Regions from separate parts of the Canis lupus genome. Here region 2 is linked to region 1. Evidence: chromatin contacts called from public Hi-C data. All regions are on one chromosome and are shown on one strand. The core of a region is the stretch at or near the end of the contact, and the rest is flanking DNA. Distances in the headings are between cores, read along the strand shown. Region 1 holds the start of CHCHD2 (coiled-coil-helix-coiled-coil-helix domain-containing protein 2). Region 2 holds the start of CRCP (DNA-directed RNA polymerase III subunit RPC9).

Region 1 (6,872 bases), core at 4,317-6,816:
AGAGAGAGAGAGGCAGAGACACAGACAGAGGGAGAAGCAGGCTCCATGCACCGGGAGCCCGATGTGGGATTCGATCCTGGGTCTCCAGGATCGCGCCCTGGGCCAAAGGCAGGCGCCAAACCGCTGCGCCACCCAGGGATCCCTGTTTATTTTTTTTAAATGTAAACTCTATGCTCAATGTGGGCTCATGACCCCAAGATCAAGAGTCACATACTTGTCTCTTCAGTCAAGTCAGAGACAGCCAGGTGCTCCATTTTCCCTTGACCCACCGACTCAACAATACATGTACCCACCCTATACCATCATACCTTGGACAGAGGGGCACTAAGGCTATGAACTTACAAGTCCTGAGCTTTCACAGAAATCCAGAAGGGAATGGGCTGGGGGATTTGCTAAGAGTGAATGGAACATGGCGATTCAAAGCAAGATGGTCTTGGCCCCTTTCAGGAACTCAAAAGTTGGGCACTCTAAGAACACAGCTGAGGACGAGGCAGCAACTGAAAAATCTACTCACTAAATAGCACTTGACTCACCTTGCAGTAACACAGGTCTCTGAAACTCAAGAGATTGGAAAAGAAACCAGCCTCAGAAACATACTTTTGAAAATAGAAAAAGTGCAGAGCACAAGGTAGACTTAAGATCAACTTCCAGAAGTGAATGAAATTTTTGTTTTGTTTTTGTTTTTTTTTTAAAGATTTTATTTATTTATTAGAGAGAGAGAGAGAGAGAGAGAGAGAAAGGCAGAGACACAGGTAGAGGGAGAAGCAGGCTCCATGCAAGGAGCCCGACGTGGGACTCGATCCAGGGACCCCAGGATCAGGCCCTGGGCTGAGGGCAGCGCTAAACCGCTGAGCCACCGGGGCTGCCCCTGAATGAAATTTTTGAGTTGTGAGGAATGGAGCTGGGTTTTTAAAAAATGATGCACACCCCAAACGGAGTCCATCTCCTTAAGATAACATGGAGTGGGCACTGCATGAGTCTTTCAGGAAAGGGGAGCTACAATGCCTTCCATAGAAGAAAAACATTTGTAGGCAACTGTGCCTGTATTGAGAATGGTTTTCATCTCTGACCAATTAATCCAATTAACTGGTCAGGGCAGTGACACGTGGTGCTGACCCGGCCATGAACTCACTCATGTCATGGTCTAGTCCAGTACTTCCTTTACCACTCACTTGATTAGTAACAGTATTTAAAAGTTTCTGGTTACCGCTCAGTTTACCAAACACTAGCCTTCCAACTGGAGCCTTTTAAATGAGCACTATGCTTGCTAGTGAGCTACTTCCTTACTTTTCTACAAAAGCTCCTCAGGGAACCCCGTCAGATCCTCCAGGTGGAATGCTAATTTAATACAGTGACTATAAAACAGACTTTGAGACATGCTGAGAAAATTGGGTTCTTTTGCAAAATGCGTATGTTCAGAATGCATATACCATATCTACTTAATAATCCTACACTTCAAATACACTATTTTGGGAGAAAATCACTTTATTCTAATTAATTCATAAATGATAACGTCACAAAAGGTGATTTAAGGAGGCACACAAACATCTGCCCAGCCCCCAACTCAAACCATCTCAATAAACTTCTATACTAAAAATACCCTCATTCATTAACAATTCTGAAGAAAGCTGTATTTAATGATGAAGGAGAGGTTTAACTGGTGGTTTTACACTTTATATCTTCTCTATTAATTACATTTTTATGCTAAATTAACTTGGTCATGAGAGATGATTTTCCATATCTTCCAATTTGAACTTCTTGATTAGGCTAATCCTGCAAAGAGAAAAGGTAAGTCAGAAGAGCAACAGCTGTATATTCTTAGCAAAGCAGAAGCCCTCCATATGGTAAAAGGAGGGGTGAAAGCCTAGGTTATCAGTTTCGTACCTAAATGAAGGTGGGAAAATGAAAACGAGCATTTTATAAATTGTGAATTTTTAGGGCAATAGGAGGAAATTACATAAAAACAAGTTCACTACCAACATTCCAGTGTTCCCAAATCTCAGAATTCCACTGAGGAACTGCATAAACTCTTCTCTCAAATAAGGTGTGAAAAGCGTCAATAACTTATCAGTCTTTATATCCCATCCTGGACTTCGTTGAAAATGGAATGTAATCTTACATTCACAGCTTTATGGCCAGATCACCCACATCCTATAAACAGAACAAGACCTGGTACACTAATCTCTACTGAGGAAAAATCAGATACACAACATAACTGGTAAAAGCTTAATATAATGACTAGAAACCTCTGGACCAGGTCTTTGTTAGAAGAACTAGATTATTTATAGAATGTAAACAAAATCTCCTCTAACTTGTCAGTTTAATTTAATAAACAAAGACTCCCATAGCTCTATAGGGCCAGGAGTACCCTGCTCTGAACTGAGCAGATGCTCGATCTACCTACCATTTGCAAATCTGCACTGTTTCAGCACCTCGCTGAAACCTTCACAAAGCTTTAGGTCACCCTGGTTCTGGGCACACTCCAGGAACTGTTTCATCTCGTAGTGGCATGGGCCAAACTGCTGCTGGTATGCTGGCTGGGTTCCCTGAGGCTCCTGCAAAGGCATAACATTCAGGACCCTTGAGAAATTAGATTTACACCTGAACAAAGAACAGTACCCAATATCTTTGAGGTCAACTGGGGAAACATAATTAGAACCAAATGCAAATTAAAGTTACTACCTAAAAACATGGAAAGTGAGAAATTTTAAAGGCAGAAAGCAAATAGGCTTTAACAAAATTCCAGGTAAAATCAGAAAGATTCAAGAACAAAGATGCAAATAAAGTTAAATGATTACATGCGTATCTAAATACCAGTGGGGTTCAATGTAGTTCAGAGGAGAAAGTGGGACTATAATAGAAAAATAGACGGATAAGCATGTCAAATACACCAGAAATACAACAGAGTCCACACTGAGGTTCATCAGAGGAGAAAATTCACATACTTCAGAAAGAGGGGCAGTGGCAAATACCAGATAAGAGGTCAGAGAGCTCTACTAAAGCTACTAAAAAGGTTTTTCAATACTTAAGATTGAAACTAAATTTAAAATAAGGGGAAAATGGCTGTTCTACAATGAATCAGGTTGAACTGCTATTCTACTCCTTGGGAACAAATACAATGTGGACAGTACTTGATGCTGGTCTAAAGCACTAACTCAACTGCCAAACATGGCTTCTGACAAACCATTTTCTGTTAGGAGGACCATGGATTCACAGCTCCTATACATAAGGAACTGACAAATAACTAGCTTTTCTTGTAACCTACCCAATGAAAGAAAACACTGCCCAAAATCTTACCTGGTAAGTGATGTCGGGCCTTGAAGGCTCAGTGTTACTTCCTCCACCAAAGCCCCCAGTAATGGCATGCCCAATCGTGTGCCCTACAGCAGAGCCTACAGCCACGCCAGCTGCAGTGGTTGCCATCTGGGCCATGAGACCTGGCTGTCGGGGTGCAGCAGGTGAGCCAACAGCAGATGGCGGAGCTGCTGCTGGTGGCTGAGCGGCTGGCGCTGGTCTAGGCGCAGCTCTCATCTGAGGTGCCCGGCTAAGAAAGAAAAGAACAAAAAGCATGAAAAGTGCCCACTTCCTACCAGGCTTGGATACTGTCATCTAAAGAAACTGTACTGTTCACACAACACAGGTTTGAACTGCATGTGTCCAGTATGTGTGGATTTTTTTTCAATAAACACAGTATAAGTATTGTGTGTGCTTTCTCTTATGATTTCTCAGTAACCTTTTCTTTAGCTTATTTTATTCTAAGAATACAGTATTATAACATATATACAAAATACGTGTTAAGTGACTTTATGTTATTGGTAAGGCTTCCAGCTAGAGGCTTTCACTAATATTCAATCCTGCTTTAGAATAAGTCTTCACACATGATGTCCCCTCTGGCCATTTTTAGACTGTTTCCTTGGGTGCTCTTCCCCCAAATAAGGCTAGGTTGGAAGTTTATTTTTTTAAGATTTTATTTATTTATTCATGAGAGACACAGAGAGAGACAGAGAGACCGAGAGAGAGAGAGAGAGAGAGAGAGAGAGGCACAGGCACAGGTAGAGGGAGAAGCAGGCTCCATGCAGGGAGCCCAACGGGGGGGTCAATCCTGGGGGTCCAGAATCAGGCCCTGGACTGAAGGCAGCATTAAGCGGCTGAGCCACCTGGGCTGCCCCTAGGTTGGAAATTTATGAATTTGCTTCCAATCAGGTGGTATCTGGCATCACTTTATAAAAATTTGGTTTTTCTGTCCTCTGGAGAACAGCTTCTTTCCCTTAAGTGAAGGACTGTCCTACAGTCCTAGCATACAGTCTGAACACAATCCACCTCACTCCAGAGAAGCAACGTGGTCCTGTGTTTAACACCCTAACCGGTTGTTGGAAGACTTGGGCCAGACCTGGCTTTCCTATTTACTGGTAGGGTGACCTCGGACAAGTCACTTGTTCCGAGGCTCCAGTTTCCTTATTCCTGGAAAACAGGAATAACATCTATCCCTAAGGTTACGGGTGTTAAAGTGTAACTACCAGTATATTTCTTTTTTTTTCTTCTTTTTTTTTTTTATTTATGATAGTCACACACACACACACACAGAGAGAGAGAGAGACAGAGGCAGAGACACAGGCAGAGGGAGAAGCAGGCTCCATGCAGGGAGCCCGATGTGGGACTCGATCCCGGGTCCCCAGGATCGCGCCTTGGGCCAAAGGCAGGCGCCAAACCGCTGCGCCACCCAGGGATCCCTACCAGTATATTTCTAAAGTGTTTTATGAATTAGACGATGTCGTGTACAAGGAGGCTTCGGTCGCTGGGCCGAGCCTCTGGACCGCTCTCTGTGGGCTCGCAGGTTACCCTGTTTACTGAAATGCAATCATTCTCCCCATTATACTACCTTTCACCGATACTCGTTTTGTCTTTTTATTTACTTCAGAAGCTTGGGCCGGTTTACCCTTACAAATACTCATTTACTTCCAGGATATGACCGTTTTAACTTAAAATGCGCTCTGGGCGGGCTGGTTGAATCGGGGGAGGGGCGTCTAGATCCTGGGGTCGTGGGTTCCAGCCCCACGCCGGGTGCAGAGCTCACTTCAATAAACGTAAAGCATTTTTTAAATGAGCTCTCGAATATTTTAAGAACTCACGGGCATTCGAAATCAGAAAGTTCGCCACCAACGGGAAATGTGGCCAAAGCCCAGTCACGATGCCCTGGCGGGGGCGGGCCCACCTCACAGCGGTACCCCCCTCACCCCCACACCCGCCCTCGGCCGGCGCCCAGCACTCCGCCGCCCCCTCCGCGGCCTCCACCAGCCTCCGCCCGGCCTCCGCATGCGTCACGGCGTCGGCAGGGCCCCAGACCCCGCAAGGGCCTCACCTGGCCGGAGGAGCCATGCGGGAGGCGCGGCTCCGGCTTCCACGCGGCATGTCTACTGGGACAGGAGCACGGCGCCCAGAAGCCCGACACTCGGCGAAGACCCCAGAGGCTTCGGCGGGAGCCAGAGACCGGAAAACAGGGGGTGGGGCTGGCCTCGGCGTGCGACCAATCAGCGCACAGGCAGAGGCCTCGCGCGCCTACGTCTCCGCGGGCCCTGAAGGTCACTGGAAGAGCACGCGCCACGCCGGCGCCGGGTCGGACGCGGCGTGCGTCATGAGCTCCGCGCCAGGCTGCCCCGGGAGACCGGAAGGCCTGGAGGTGCCCCGCGCGCCTGTTTTCCCAGCCCAGCGGGAGGCAGAGCCGTTCGCTTTTGCTTAAAAGCGTCGCTGCCTTCCGCCGACGTTTCTATTGGTGACGGGGGGACGAAGCCAGCCCTGAGAGGGAGGCCGGTGTCGGCGCGGCTGCCACCGGACCTTAGTTAACTTTCCTCAGCATTAAGTTACGTATTTGGGTAAGGATCTTTTGAGGCACCGTGTGGGCACATGGTGTGAGCGGGACGGAGGAAAGCGGATGCGTTAGGCAGGGCCCGCGGAGCTGAGGTGATCCCATTTTTATTTTACCTGTGGACTCAGGCCGTAATAATGCCTTACCGTGGCTCCTCTACCTTTCCGGGCCCTTTTCGTACATGCCATAGCGCTTGTGCCCGTAATCGGGGTAGTGCTCGTTCACTGATAATCAAAAGTGTAGTGAATGATTTCCGGGCGCTGGCTCCAACGAGACTCTTTCTTCGTGGACTTTGGGTCAGGAGGGGACACACGACAGCCTGCACACCCCGAGCCGCCGTGACGGGCAGCCTCGGCAGGGTGGGCGAGACCGGGCGTGAGGCCCCCGGGGAGGGGCTCGCACCAGCGCCGGGCACGGCGGCTGGAGGGAGCGGGGCCCCTGGGACGCGTCCGCGCGCCTCCGGAGCGGAGGAGCTGGCTCGGGGCGCTCCCGGGAGGGCTCCGGGCAAGGGGAGAGAGCGGAGGTGGCTTGCACGTCGAAGAGAAATTTTCCCCTTCCGCCTGAGGTCGCGGAGTTCAACGCATTCTCTCCAGTAACAGCAGAATGTTCGTGGAATCGAAGGGTAAATAATCCAAAGACCTGTCATGAAAAAGTTTTATTTTCACAGAACTTAATGAAAGCTTTACAAATGACGTGACATTTCTCTGGAGAATTCATAAGCAGAGACGGAGGAAAGGAGCCTTATAAGGACATCCTGGCACAAGCGCTCAGAATGAACATCCATAACAGAGACGATTTTTTTTTTTTTTTTTTTTTTTTTTTTTTTTTAACAGAGACGATTTTAATCGCACCTGGCTGAATCATGAATTCCCACTCCGAGGAGAGAATATTAGATATTTGTGCAAGATTATTTTGTCCTAGTAAAAGATTGGAAACAAATTCTTGTCAGTAGAATACAAATTTTTTAAAAAGGCGCAGCACACAATATACAGCTATAAAAGGGAATAAA
Region 2 (7,006 bases), core at 4,135-6,634, 220 kb after region 1:
CTTTTAGAGGCCTCCTACATTCCTTGACTCATGGCCCATTCTTCCATCTCCAGAAAGGGGAAGATTGGAGCTGACTCTTCTTCCATAGTTACATCTCCTTCTAACTCAGCAAGGGAAGATTCTCCTCTGAAGGACCCATGTGATTAGATCAGACCCATCCAAATGATTCAGGATAATCTTGCCATCATAAGGTCCCTAACCTTGATCCCATCGGCGAAGTCTCTTTGGGCAAATGTAGTAACATATCCACAGGCTCTGGAGGTTTGGAGTGTGGACATCTTTGGGGAACCATTATTCTGCCTACCATATGGAGATACTCCAGGAAAACTGTAGTTTATGGAGATACTCCAAGAAAACTTTAATTTTCTTCATCCAGAATCTTGTTTCCTTGCTTTGGATATATGGGAAGATAATGGTTAATATATTTTTTTCATGCTTGCCACTCGCCAGGTGCTACTCTAAACATGCCAACTCTGTAAGGTAGGTACTGGATTTGACCCAGTCAGTCTGGCCACAGAGCCCATAACTGTGACTGCCACACTTAACTGCCTCATTCCTATGAGTGCCCAGGAATACAACCCCATGATTGGCAGTCAGCAAGGGTTTACAATTCCTGCTCCTGGGATGCTAAAAAAGAGATCACAATCTTACTTGACTTTGCTGGTGTTTCCTTCAGGGCCTTGCCCATTCTCATTGCCAGTTTGAGGCTTCAGGATTGCTCAGACAACAGCCATTTCAGCAGAAGGCTAAGTGCTGTCTAGGATTTATCTGCTTCAGAAGAGTTAAAGCCTTACCTGGCTTGTCTCCCCTACATTTTCCACTTTGGTGCATTAAAGGGGTTTAGTGCAGAATGGAGAGGTATCCTTGACACTGGTAGGCCCTGAAACTGAGAGGTAAGGTTGGAACAGTGCTAGTATATGTGCATGTTGGGAGCTGGCCAGAGAAGAAAGAGCATTCTGGCTCTGATATTTTGTAACTCTTCTCTGAGCTTCACTTTCCTGTGAAATAGGCTGAACTCTGCTGAACTCTGCTGAACTCTGCAAACTCCTTAGAGGAGTAAGTGAGACCATGCTAATGCAGTGTGGGCACACATCCTCATGGAATCTTTTGGGGATTAAATGAGCACATCCCTGTGAAGAGCGGAGATCAACTCTCTGGCACCTGGTAAGCACCAAGTGAGTCTCCCTATTGTAGACTCTCTCTGGGTAACTTCAAAAGCTTCAATTTCCACTCACACCTTCACACTCACACCAAAGTTTTTGCCAGTTTTCTTTTGAGCTCTAGACCTAATGGCTCTGTGTTCAACAGGACATTTCCACATGGAAGACACACAAGGTTTGCTCATGCTCTGGGCCTTTGTACATAATAGGTAGCTCTGCCTAAAAATACAGCTGTTAAGAAATAAAAAGCCATTTTCTAGGTTTGTATGCTTTGGGTGGCAAAGAACAAAGACTCATTATGCAGCCTTAAGTTAGGAAAGCTACAAGGAGGCCCTGAGTGGGGGCAGGCCAGGTAGGAGTTTCAGCCATTGACTAGCCCAGTTTTGTTGGCTGGATTATATCATTGCACAGGGTCCTTTTGGGCAGTCTTCCTTTGGGAGAAAGGGCCTCACTCCTGATACTTGGCTACCCTTAGAGGATAGGCAGGATGACGGCATACAGCCCCAAAGTTTTAGGGTGGCCTCCTTTGGAGAACCAGGAGCTTAGCTACTTTTATCACAGGGCCCTCAGAGGCACTAGCTTCTCTCCTGTGGAAGCCCATCCCTGAAGCCTTGGCCTTGGGTGTTCCTCCCCACAACCAGTTCAAACATCCTGGCTTTGGGACGCTACCTCATTAGTCATTCTTTCCTCTGCTTCATCGCGTCTAAACACTGTGTGTTGTAGTTGTTGATGTCCAGAGCTGGTTCCCCAACTAGGCTGCCAGCTAGCCAGGCAGGAAGTGCATATTATTCACATATGTATCATCACCACCAAATGGGCCACCACTACATATCTGCTAAGTGAATAACACCCTGAGCATCTTCAGTGCTTCTTTATGAGTCCTCCTGTCCTCAAAGGAGGTATGAGGACCCTCTACACAAATTAGGCCAGCTGAGTCTTGGGTAGCATTTTATTTATTTGCTGATTTTTATTTTATTTTTTATTTTTATTTATTTATGATAGTCACAGAGAGAGAGAGAGAGAGAGAGAGAGAGGCAGAGACACAGGCAGAGGGAGAAGCAGGCTCCATGCACCGGGAGCCCGACGTAGGACTCGATCCCGGGTCTCCAGGATCGCGCCCTGGGCCAAAGGCAGGTGCCAAACCGCTGCGCCACCCAGGGATCCCTGCTTGCTGATTTTTAAGAGATTTTCTTATTTATTCATGAAAGACAGAGAGAGAGAGAGAGAGAGAGAGAGAGAGGCAGAGACATAGGCAGAGGGAGAAGCAGGCTCCTTGCAGGGAGCCTGATGTGGGACTTGATCCCAGGACTCCAGGATCATGCCCTGAGCCAAAGGCAGACCCTCAACTGCTGAGCTACCCAGGCATTCCTATTTGCTGATTTTTAAAAAGTAAATTAGTTGTTTTTTTTTTAAATTTTTATTTATTTGAGAGAGCAAGAGAGTACACATGTGCACACATGCACACGTGAGGTGGGAGGGAGCGGAGAGGGAGGGAAAGGATGAGGGAAGGGGGAAGAATCTCAAGCAGACTCCATGCTGAGCACAGAGCCTGATGCAGGGCTTGATCTCATGACCCTGAGATCATGACCAGAGCCAAAACCAAGAGTTGATGCTCAACCAACTCAGTCATTCAGGCACCCAAATTAGTTTTTATTCTTTTAAAGATTGTATTTCTTTATTAATGAGAGATACAGAGAGAGAGACAGAGGCAGAGACACATACAGAGGGAGAAGCAGGCTTCCTGTGGGGAGCCCGATGTGGGACTTGATCCCAGGACTCCAGGACCACACCCTGAGCCAAAAGCAGATTCTCAACCACGGAGTTCCCCAGGCGTCCCCTAAATTACTTTTTTAAAATAGTATTTTTTGTAATTAAAAATAACACGTACATTGAAAAAACCTTTTTAAAATTCTGAACTGTTAGTTAAATGCTAAAAATTCTTCTCATTTCTATTGCTCTATTGCCCACAGCTCTATTTAATGCCCACAGGCAAACACTAGGAAAAAATATTTTTAACAGCTTCATTGATACATAATTCAGATACTATACAATTTTCTAATTTAAAGTATATAATTCAGTGTTTTTTGGTATATTCCCAGGGATGGGCAACCATTAAAATCTAGTTTTAAGACATTTTTACTCCCCCCAAAAGAAATTCAGGATCCATTAGCTGCCATTCCTGCCCCTGCCCCTCTCCCAACCCTAAGCAATCACTAATCTACTCCCTGTCTTTATAGACTTGCCTATTTTGGACATTTCATAGAAATGGAATCATATAGGATTTGGTTTTTCATGTCTGGCTTCTTTCACTTGGCATGTATTTGAGGATCATCTGTGTTGTAGCAGGGTATCAGGGCTCCATTCCTTTTTATTGCTACAACACGTTTTATTAACCAATCCTTAGTCACTATTAACAATGTAATACACTCCCTGTGTTTGTTCAAATCGCCTGAGTTTGAGCCCCTACTGAGCAAGTTCCTAGATGACTGACTTTAGGTAAATCATAATCTCACCAAGCCTGCCTCAGTTTCCTCAAAAGTAAAATTTGAATAACAGAATCTACCCCATAGTCATAGTTGTACTGTCACAGTAATTAGCCTTTGCTGAGCACTTACTATGTGCCAGGCACTTTATAAAGATTACCAAACAGTGGGGCAGCCCCGGTGGCTCAGCGGTTTAGCGCCACCTCCAGCCCAGGGCGTGACCCTGGAGACCCAGGATCGAGGCCCACGTCAGGCTCCCTGCATGGAGCCTGCTTCTCCCTCTCTCTGTGTCTCTCATAAATAAATTCAAAAATCTTAAAAAAAAAAAAAAAAGATTACCAAATAGACCTGATTTACTAGGGAATTGTGGTTAGGAGATCTGCCACGATCAAACAGCCTCTGAGTAGGCGATGGAGGTGAACAGAACCACAGGCCACCTGACTGCCAACCCTGCACCATTAGCTATTAACGTAATAAAATAACAAACCATGTAGCAAGGGCCTTGCAAAGCAAATGAATTTAGCGAATAATAACTGATAAAACTATAAAAGAGCAGAAAAAAAAAAGAAATTGACTTAACATCTAAAGTCTAACATTTGCTACTGTTAATATTTTCGCTATTTTCTTCCAGTCTTTTTTCTTTTATGATTATATTCATTTATTCATGAGAGACACAGAGAGAGGCGGAGAAGCAGGCTCCTCGCGGGGAGCCTGATGGGGGACTCGATCCCGGGACCCCAGGATCACGTCCTGGGCCGAAGGCAGAGGGTCAACCACTGAGCCACCCAGGCGTCCCATTTCTTGCAGTCTTTAATTTGTTAAATTATTATTCAAATAATCATTAACAAATATTATTTTCCGACATAGCAAAAATTCTAGAAGATAATGGACATCAAGCTTCCGCGTCTGTTCTCTCAAGACATATTTAGATTAGGTGGCTCTACCTCCTAGGACTTCGGGTATTTTCTTCCTGCTTATTATTTTCTTTAGATCACTAGAGTCCCACCAACCTCATTTCCTATCTTTTAAAAACCCTATCTTGAGCGTTTCCCCAGCCCACCCAGTGTGCTACCTCATCGCTCCCGGTCGCATACACACGCACATAGACTGTACGACTGCAACAGGACTTATCGATTCCTCATTGATCTCCCTGGGAAAAATCACTACACACCCATTCTTCTTCACGCATCTCATAATTCTCTGTGGATAAACTCCTACAAAGGCCGGAAGATCAGCGTCTGTGCTTGTCCCTAGGACTTTTTGTATCTTTGTTTGCCAAATAACTCTCCAGCAGGAACGCGGACCGGGAGGGGGGCGCCTGGGCGGCCGGGCTTTCTCACTCCTTGGCACGTTTTATCCAAGCACAACACAAGACAGCGCGCAGACGTGTACTCCCCGCCGACCTTTCAGGCTCGGAACGCAGGCGCAGCCAACACCCAGACCCGGAACCGAGCCGCCTCCCCGACTTCTGGGGTTCGCACGCCACTCAGGCCTGCTAACCCCATAGTCTCTCTGTTTATGCTTTGTATCACCTAGACCCGAAGACGGAGCCAAGCCCTGCCCGCCCCGCTTTAACAGCCCTAAGCGCGGCAAAGCGCAGCGCACGGAGCGGCCCACCCCGGCGGAGGCCCCCCGGCTCCCGGCGTGCAGCGCGGCGATCCCGGCGTGCCCGGCGTCGATCCCGGCGTGCCCCGCGGCGATCCCGGCGTGCCCGGCGTCGATCCCGGCGTGCCCCGCGGCGATCCCGGCGTGCCCCGCGCTGCGCGGACTCGGCGGCGGGCTGCGCACCGCTGGCCCAGGAAGCCGCGTCGGCTGCGGCGGCGTGGTACGAGGCTGCGGGAGTGCTGGCGGCCGGAGGCGACGACGCGGGGTCGACATGGAAGTGTAAGTCGTCCGCGGCGCGTTCCTGGCTTTGCGTAGACGCACACGGCTGGGGACGGCTGGGCCGAGGGGACGGGGCACGGGGGCACGGGGCGGCACCTTACACAGGCTTGGGGGACAGGCTTGGGGCGGGACGCGGGGAAGAAGGGGACCCTCGCTCTGCTCGCTCGAGACCTTCGTCCCTACTCCCGCCCAGTGCCTGCGGCCCGGGGCCCAATGCGACGAGACCTGGCGGCCTTGCGGTGTGCCTGCTCCCCCCACCCTCATCTCCTAGCGTGCCCTGGGTCGCCGTGGGGACGTCACCCGGCGTCCCAGCGGGGACCTCGAAAGTGTTAAGCCCCGAGTCTGCCCTGGAATTACTTGCAGAAGAGATGGATACGTGCTGGGGTAGAGCTTGGCCTACCTTGGGGAAGAGGTGCTGTCCGAGTTTGTTGAGCAGTTCGCCTTGCTAGGGCAGGGCCAGGTTTTCTGGGAAGAAGGAGGTGCTTGAGGCGGGACGGGGACCGCAGAAACAGAAACAGCCCGTGTCTGTGATGTTTGCTTAGTACCACGTGCGGATGGAACTTTTTCAGCTGCTCCGCGTGTGGGTTGTTTTTTTTTTTTTTTTTAAGATTTTTTTATTTATGATAGAGAGAGAGAGAGAGAGAGGCAGAGACACAGGAGGAGGGAGAAGCAGGCTCCATGCACCGGGAGCCCGACGTGGGATTCGATCCGGGGTCTCCAGGATCACACCCTGGGCAGAAGGCGGCGCTAAACTGCTGAGCCACCCAGGGATCCCCCGCGTGTGGGTTTTATGTAGCCGACGTTAACTTGCAGGCGTACCTGTATTGTGTTCTCATCGACGTTGGTTACTCACATTTTCTTTTGTGTTCTCTTGCCTCTTTAATGGTCTGTTATTTTTCAGATTTTAAAGACACACAATGTATATATATGTAACTGAAACGAAAACATCATGAAACAATACTTTTACTATATTGTAAAATATAGTGTATTGCAGTATACTCATATTGTCTCTTATTAAAAAAGAATGCTGACCCACTAAATTATTTTGTAGTCCATTAATGGGGTTTAATCCACGACTTTAAAAACATTTAGATGTATTTATTACTCTAGCCCAAGCTGTTATTATTACCCATTTTTCCTCTTTACAAAAGCATTTCCTATCATTATACGATTCTGCTTTAATTTATACATCTTAAAAACTCCCTTGTCCCCACACTCATGTCCACTTACTGCTCCATTTCTGCTTCCTCTCACAACAAAACTGCTTGGAAGTGTTGTTTATCCCCTCAGTCTCAATCATTCTGTTGGGCTTTCATCCTCACTTGCTCGTAGCCAAAAGGCCGAAAAGCCATAAGCTTTCATCCTCACTAGTCTACAGAAATGGATTTTTGTGATTACCTGAGCCCTCTGACTTGTCAAATTCAAAGGTTGATTTTCTGGCCTCAATGTTCTTGATCTCAGCAACAGTTGATACAGAAA

Evidence for each region. A called contact is a pair of places that touch in the nucleus more often than the background predicts.
Region 2: a contact with region 1 is called in a Hi-C map of blood, with 4 times the contacts expected there. The contact joins the promoter of CRCP here to the promoter of CHCHD2 in region 1. A contact is called at or near these places in 2 of 9 Hi-C or Micro-C datasets (amygdala and blood).

Annotation. Positions count from the first base shown.
Region 1 is chr6:492,677-499,548 of UU_Cfam_GSD_1.0, forward strand. It overlaps CHCHD2 (coiled-coil-helix-coiled-coil-helix domain-containing protein 2), which reads right to left and starts at 5,567. Exons shown (of 4, transcript XM_038538984.1): 1 at 5,360-5,567; 2 at 3,298-3,544; 3 at 2,405-2,555; 4 at 1,468-1,773. The coding sequence starts at 5,409. The coding sequence ends at 1,763.
Region 2 is chr6:715,080-722,085 of UU_Cfam_GSD_1.0, forward strand. CRCP (DNA-directed RNA polymerase III subunit RPC9) reads left to right here and starts at 5,385. Exons shown (of 6, transcript XM_038538992.1): 1 at 5,385-5,527. The coding sequence starts at 5,520.